Regions from separate parts of the Sus scrofa genome. Here region 2 is linked to region 1. The links are chromatin contacts, called in public Hi-C maps. All regions are on one chromosome and are shown on one strand. Each heading gives the region's core, a stretch centred on a gene start, on an enhancer-like site or on the middle of the called end of the contact. The rest is flanking DNA. Distances are from core to core; before and after follow the strand shown.

Region 1 (3,195 bases), core at 351-2,850:
TTTCAAGAGAAAAAAAAGTGGGAGTTAGTACTTCTAGAGAAGAAGAGGCAAGAGAGAGATCAACCAAATACATTATATTCTGGAACTTGTTTGGGTCCTGATTTGAACAAACTAACTGAAAAAAATTTTTAGACAATCAAGGAAATTTGAGCATGACAACTTAATTATATTAAGGAATTGCTGTTAACTTTTAAGATGCAATAGCTCACTTGTGGTTAAGTATCTGACGTTTTAAGATTGTTTAAAAAAAGTCTCTCTTTTTAGAGGTACATATTGAAAGAGAATAATCAATATATAAGGGATTTCCTTCAAATCATGGCTCCTCTGCACCAGATGAAGATGATTGGTTTTAAGCTGATAATTGTTGGAGCTGTGTTGTGGGTACCTACAGGTTCATTACATTATTCTATCTACTTTCGAGTCTGATATTTTCCTCAAAAGAATGTATCATTCAACAATGAACCCAAAGTAGATCATTATTTTGATTTTATATGGCATAATGTGTTATTTCACTCAGGGAGGCCTCTGAAGGGTCCTGAAAAGGATTTAGATTCTTCCACTTTTTTTTTTTTTCTTTTTAGGGCAGCACAGCATATAGAAGTTCTCAGGCTAGGGTCCAAGTGGAGCTGTAGTCGCCAGCCTATGCCACAGGTCACAGCAACGCTGGATGCTTACCCCGCTGAGCCAGGCCAGGGAAGGAACCCGCATTCTCGTGGATACTAGGTGGGGTAGTTTCCACTGAGTCACAAGGCGAGTGAACTCCTCTTTTTTTGGGTCTCCCAGCATGAAGTTCCCTGGCTTGGGACTGAACCCCCAGCCACAGCCTTGCGTCCTTAACGGCTGGGCCACCAGGGAATGCCCTGAAAGGGTCTTAGAAGTAATCTAGTATGGTCTCCAGCTCCCTGCACAAAGCAGAGGTGGAGGTGGGGAAGGAGAAATTGTACTCTCTTCCTCTTCCCTCCCACCTATCTCGTCCAAGATCCAATTTCAAACTAGGTGACCTCCAAAAGATTTTTAATCTTCTCTAAAATAATGCCTGAAGTTTTAGGGGGAGAAGGGTGGAAAAGGGAAAATGTCGGTTGTCAGCCTTGTTTAATTTCTGGTCTTGATTTTGCTAATTAGTTACTTTGTGGTCCGGGGTTAGAAAACCCTATACCTTTAATTTCACTGCCCACGTGACAATGTTTTTGTTTTAGGGTAATTTCTAAAGCACAGGAAATTCTCAGAGAGCTTACGTCACTGCCAACGTTACAGTAATTACCGTATTGACGCTACTTGTTTATAAGGCGTGGAAACTTGAGCTGCAGCGCGAGGACAATTTAGCAATTTCAGAGTTCAGATGTAAATTATTATTGCTCTGTAACTTAACTTCTAAGCAGTGTTGATACTTGGGACCTGAACAGACCTAATTGTTGTTTTTGTTTGTTTGTTTGTTTTTCCTTTAATGACTACTGATACAATTTCCAGGTTGTTTAGGGCATAAAGCAGAGAATACAGCGCATTCACGTTCCTCCCAGGGGAACTTCAGGAAGTGTTTACTGCAGTAGTGCGCCTGCGCAGTTGTTCTCCACCAAATCGCCCGCTTTCCCCCATCCGGCTAGCAGGGGGCGCTGTGAGGTAATGGCTAGTCTTCTCCCGAGACCTCTGGAACGTAGCGTAAAAGGCCAGGAAGGGAAGCCGGCTAAGGGGCGTTCTATCTTCGACTGCCCTGGTCTCTATCACCCTTTGTCCTCCAGCCTCCCCTGCGCGCAGGGCCTGCGGGCCTGGTTGCTAGGCGGAAGCGGGGCGCGGTGGCGGCCGCGGCGGCTGCCCGGGCGTTTGAAAAGCGGCTACGCGGGCGGCAAAAGGTGCTCAGGCGGCGGGCTCCCCTCTCCCTGCAGACTGGCCCAGCCGGCTGCTGAGTGGCTTTTGTCTTCTGTCGGGGCCCGGTTGCGGGTGGACTGTCAGCCTGGGGACGGGAAGCCGGGCGCGCTACAAGCGGGCCGCAGAGCTGGGTCCGGGCGTCTGGGGCCACGGGCGGGCGACGGAAGCCTCACCCAGAGCCCTGCCGTGGGTGGCGGGCTACCTGCAGCTCACCCGGGCCCCTCTTCCTCCCAGCAGACCCCGCCTGTGGGCCGCCGACCGCGACCATGGTCTCCAAGTCCGACCAACTGCTCATCGTCGTGTCCATCCTCGAAGGTGAGTGGCCCGGCACCTGCTTTTGCAACTGCTGCTTCCAGAATTTTAACAGAGTAGTGCGGGGCCGAGGCTTTGTTAACCTTAGGAACCCTGGCTTGTGCGGCCCCCAGAGACTTGTTCAGAGTTGTACGTAGTGAGGTCCGTTAGGCAATTGATTTAAAAATCCCTCAAGGGAATATGAGCGCTGTTAGAGATCGGTGATATATAGCGTGACTAGCCATAGACCCCAGAGGATCTTGGCAAAACGATTTGCATCAGAAGCAGCGTGTATGTGACTTTGATATTATGAGCTGAAAGTGTGCTTGGAAAGCACGATCTGTTCAGCGACTTCCCGGTAATACCATTGGTGAAAATTTTGCTTTCACTCTAGTACAAGTTTCTCTTTACAAGTCGATGGGGGCCTTAGAAGACAGTTGTCAGGAGGGTCTGTTACACTTGCATGCCTTAAAGTTTGATTTGTCGAAGGAGTGACATTTGTTTATTAGGCATCTCACTGACTGTGAGGCAGTGCGCTGAGCCTGTAAACCAGTCCTGGTTCTAAAAGCTAAAGGTGTAGCATGAAGAGCAACAAATCATTCAAATAATGCATCAGGGTGTGGGTATGGTCTCTTTTGCCTGGGCAAGCTGGGAAAGGTTTCCTAGAGGAGATGGAGTTTATTCGGGTCCTAAAAGATGATTAGGAATTCGTCAAGTGGAAAAAGGAAGGAAGGGCATTCCAGGCAAAAGGAAGAGCCGGTGGCATTTAAGGTGTAGTAAAGCAAGGCTTGCTTCTGTTTGCTTTAATTCAGTGAGGTTGAGAGCAGGATGCAGCAAAATGGAGAGAGTCGATAGGTAAATTGAGGGTGAGTTATGAATAACAGGACAAGAAGGAGTCATCTTGAGTAGTGAGATAGAGGAATGGCTGGGGATTGTCATGGTGGTGTCCCCCCCAAAAAAAAGGTATGGGGAGGGCCTAGGAGTATGGGTGTGGGGGGAGGTTGAGAGGGAAGAAAACACTGGAAACCTAATTTTCGAGTT
Region 2 (3,088 bases), core at 488-2,987, 190 kb before region 1:
AAAGCAATCTAAAAAGACACCTATTTTTTAGAAATAAACCCCACTCAATAGAGTACACCCTTGAAAGAGATTTGCATAGGTAGAGCTGGTATGCTATTAAACTAACTACCACCAGAGGACAGCACTCTTTATGCTATATGAAGGTATCCAACTCCACAAAGAGAACAGTGTTCTCAAAGTATTATACACTAACAATTTAAGAAGGAAATGGATATTAATCTTGTGGCTGATTTCTTCAAAGTCATTAACGAAACAGCTAATTTATAGTCTTTATGATTCAGAAATTAGGTCGCATCTCAAGTGCCCTGAGCAGTCTAAAACACTATTTCTTCCTCGTGGCCACTCTGACACATGACTTTTATTTTCCTCTCAGTACCTAATACTAATCTGAATTTATTTAATTTATTTACTTATTACCTACCTTCACTTAGAATGTAAGTTTCATAAGGTCTTACAGACACATCTCACAAATGGGCACAAAGTTTGTATTCATTTTACTGAAAAAATGAATGATTTGTTTCATAAACGCAACTCCTAGAGTGAGAGCCTAGTTAAGGAGTTCCCATCATGACTCAGCAGTAACAAACCTAACTAGTATCTACAAGGATGTAGGTTCAATCCCTGGCCTCGCTCAGTGGGTTAAGGATCTGGTATTGCCATGAGCTGTGCCATACGGTTGCAGATGTGGCACGGATCCCGTGTTGCTGAGGCTGTGGTGTAGGGCTGCAACTGTAGCTCCAACTCCACTCCTGATCCCTAGCCTGGGAACTTCCATATGCCACAAGTGCGGCCCTATTAAAAGAAAGAAAAAAAAAAGGACCTAGTTGAAATTCTAAATTCTAAAATTCTTAAGCCTGTTCTAAAGCTAAAGTTCTTAACCACTGGCCACATACTGAAACCCTATAAAATACAGAGTTTAGTGCCTGTTGAAGGTTTTCTGGAGAAAAATTGTTTGCACCAAATTATTAAAGAAGTCTAAGTGTCAAAAAGCATGGCTTTCTAGATACAACTGCCAGGTCACCTTCCTCCTTCTCTATTTCCAGTGAGGTCTCATCCTGAATGCAATGAGGTGACAGTGGAAATGCTTAGTGGACATCATGTCAGAAATTTCCAGGAGAGCAGACAAATGCATAAAAATAAACCATATAATTGTAAATTAGTACAGCTGAAAAGGGGGGAAAGTTACTGGAAACAATGACTGACAATAATAGAGTTTATAGCAGAGATTCCAGGAATCAGAACATACAGAAGTTTTCACAGATGATATGAGCAAGTCATTTTTATCAACAAATTCAATTATCTGGTTAGAAAGTAACTCACACCTTTGAAATTTTTAAGGATATTTTCTCTCCTTGCTGCTCAGTGACTACATTTTCTTATTCCTTAGTTCACACCTCAAGTGGGGTCTCCTCAGATCTAGACTACTGACAAGTACCTTAGGGAAAGATTAAGCTGACCAGACGTTAGAATCATGTTCTTGTCAACGATGCTTCTTCTTGGCTCTTTCTGGATTATTCCTCACGTGGTTCCAGTAAGCCAATATACTCTCACATCAGGATCATGCCTCTGACCTTACCACTGAATGGCTAGCCTAGAAGCTTTGAAGTCACATTTCTACTCTTAAATCCTTTGGGAATAAATGCTAAGTTCTGCTTCTGATTAACACTAAGGCTATGGCTGAAAACACTGTATAGGGAGAAAACAAGAAGTCATAATGGGTCAAAGTCCTAAACTCTGTAGACAACACATGGTTTTGCTATTGACTCACACCATCATTTCCCCACTACTGACTGCCTCTTCCTTCTTTTAAAATATGGCTTGTTTTCCTGGATTATGCCATATACGTTCTTCTCAAAAGTCTACCCAGAAACTGAAGCATGTTCTTCTGTCTGCATCTGAAGTTCTTAGCTCTCCTTACGTTGACTTAATGGTTCATCCTCCGGCTGAGGGACTGCGGTACCTGTCAGACCTTAGCCATTTATTCCAGAACCCAGCCTCTCCTCATCTGGTTGATGAGTATACAGAAAACACCTTTCATGGCAACTCATCTTTAATTCACTGTCAAAGGATTTATCCCCTTAAAACTTATACTTAAATGTAATTTCATTTCTCTAGAGCTATCAGTTATAAAAATGAGGAGCCGTTCGTTTAGTTAAGCAGGTAGAGTTTAGATCACAGAGCAGGACCATCCAGGTAACTATCTAACTAGGAACTTGCAGACCCATCCCCACTTTCAATTTCTTACTCTCCATCCACATGCAATTAGTTCCCCAAGGCTGAAGTGACTTTTAAAATTTCCCCACCCTCTCATGCTGGCATAATTCCTAACTTCTTGCCTCCATCATTGGTAAAAGCCTTTTTAACTGACCTCCACTTTAAGGCATGCAAACTTCCCTTATCATAAATATGGCCATGTGCTTTTCCTCTGAAATCTCAGCAATGGTTCTCCACTGACTAAGGCATTAAGTCCACACACCTCTTAAAATGTGCTTCCAACCTATTTCTACTCTCCTCTCAGTCTTACCCTCCACTAGGCTTCCTCTCCAGGCAGCCTGTACTATCAAAGGAAGGAAGGGAGATTTTCTGCAATCTGATGAATCCTAGGAGGTGACATAAGCCTCAAAACTACCATCAAATTAATTTTCTTAAGGTTCAATCTGATTATACCATTTCTTGGCTTAAATCCACAGCGCATTCTCATGTGCTAAGAAAGATAATGTCCAATTTTTTTTTTTTTTTTTTTTTTTTTTTTTACCTTGCTTGCTACTGAAGGCCCTTTGAAATCAGGCACTTAGCCTAGCACTTCCCATTAATGTATTCACATTCTCTATCTGCATGGGTCACTACTTAAACCTGCCCATTCTTTCCCTGCTCCACACTATTGCTCAACCTCTTCCCTCTGATCTCCATCTCCCTTGCCAAATCATACTCATCTTTGAGAATCAGCACAAACATATCCTTACCCGTGAAGACTCCCCTAATCTTCAGCTCAAAGTACAAACTCCAGTCTCCAGACTCCATAGTGTTCATCCTATAATACCTTGTTTTAGATCAGTGATTCTTAATCTTGGCTGCTCTTCAGAATCAG

The links. Hi-C and Micro-C count contacts between places; a contact is called where the count stands out from the background.
Region 2: a Hi-C map of alveolar macrophages shows a contact between it and region 1, with 2.6 times the contacts expected there. The contact joins the enhancer-like site here to the promoter of CEP120 in region 1. A contact is called at or near these places in 5 of 47 Hi-C or Micro-C datasets (alveolar macrophages, embryonic fibroblasts and fetal heart ventricle) and 1 of 2 datasets of contacts at active chromatin or transcription factors (alveolar macrophages).

Annotation. Positions count from the first base shown.
Region 1 is chr2:126,928,522-126,931,716 of Sscrofa11.1, reverse strand. CEP120 (centrosomal protein of 120 kDa) reads left to right here and starts at 1,600. Exons shown (of 21, transcript XR_002341873.1): 1 at 1,600-1,847; 2 at 2,101-2,178.
Region 2 is chr2:127,121,735-127,124,822 of Sscrofa11.1, reverse strand. The region is part of intron 13 of CSNK1G3 (casein kinase I); the gene reads right to left. Among named protein-coding and RNA genes, the nearest start is that of CSNK1G3, 110 kb to the right of the region's middle. Within about 2 kb of position 1,737, at least 2 of the 83 cell types and tissues checked have an H3K27ac peak or open chromatin away from gene starts, as enhancers often do. A contact at or near this core is called in alveolar macrophages, where this site is marked.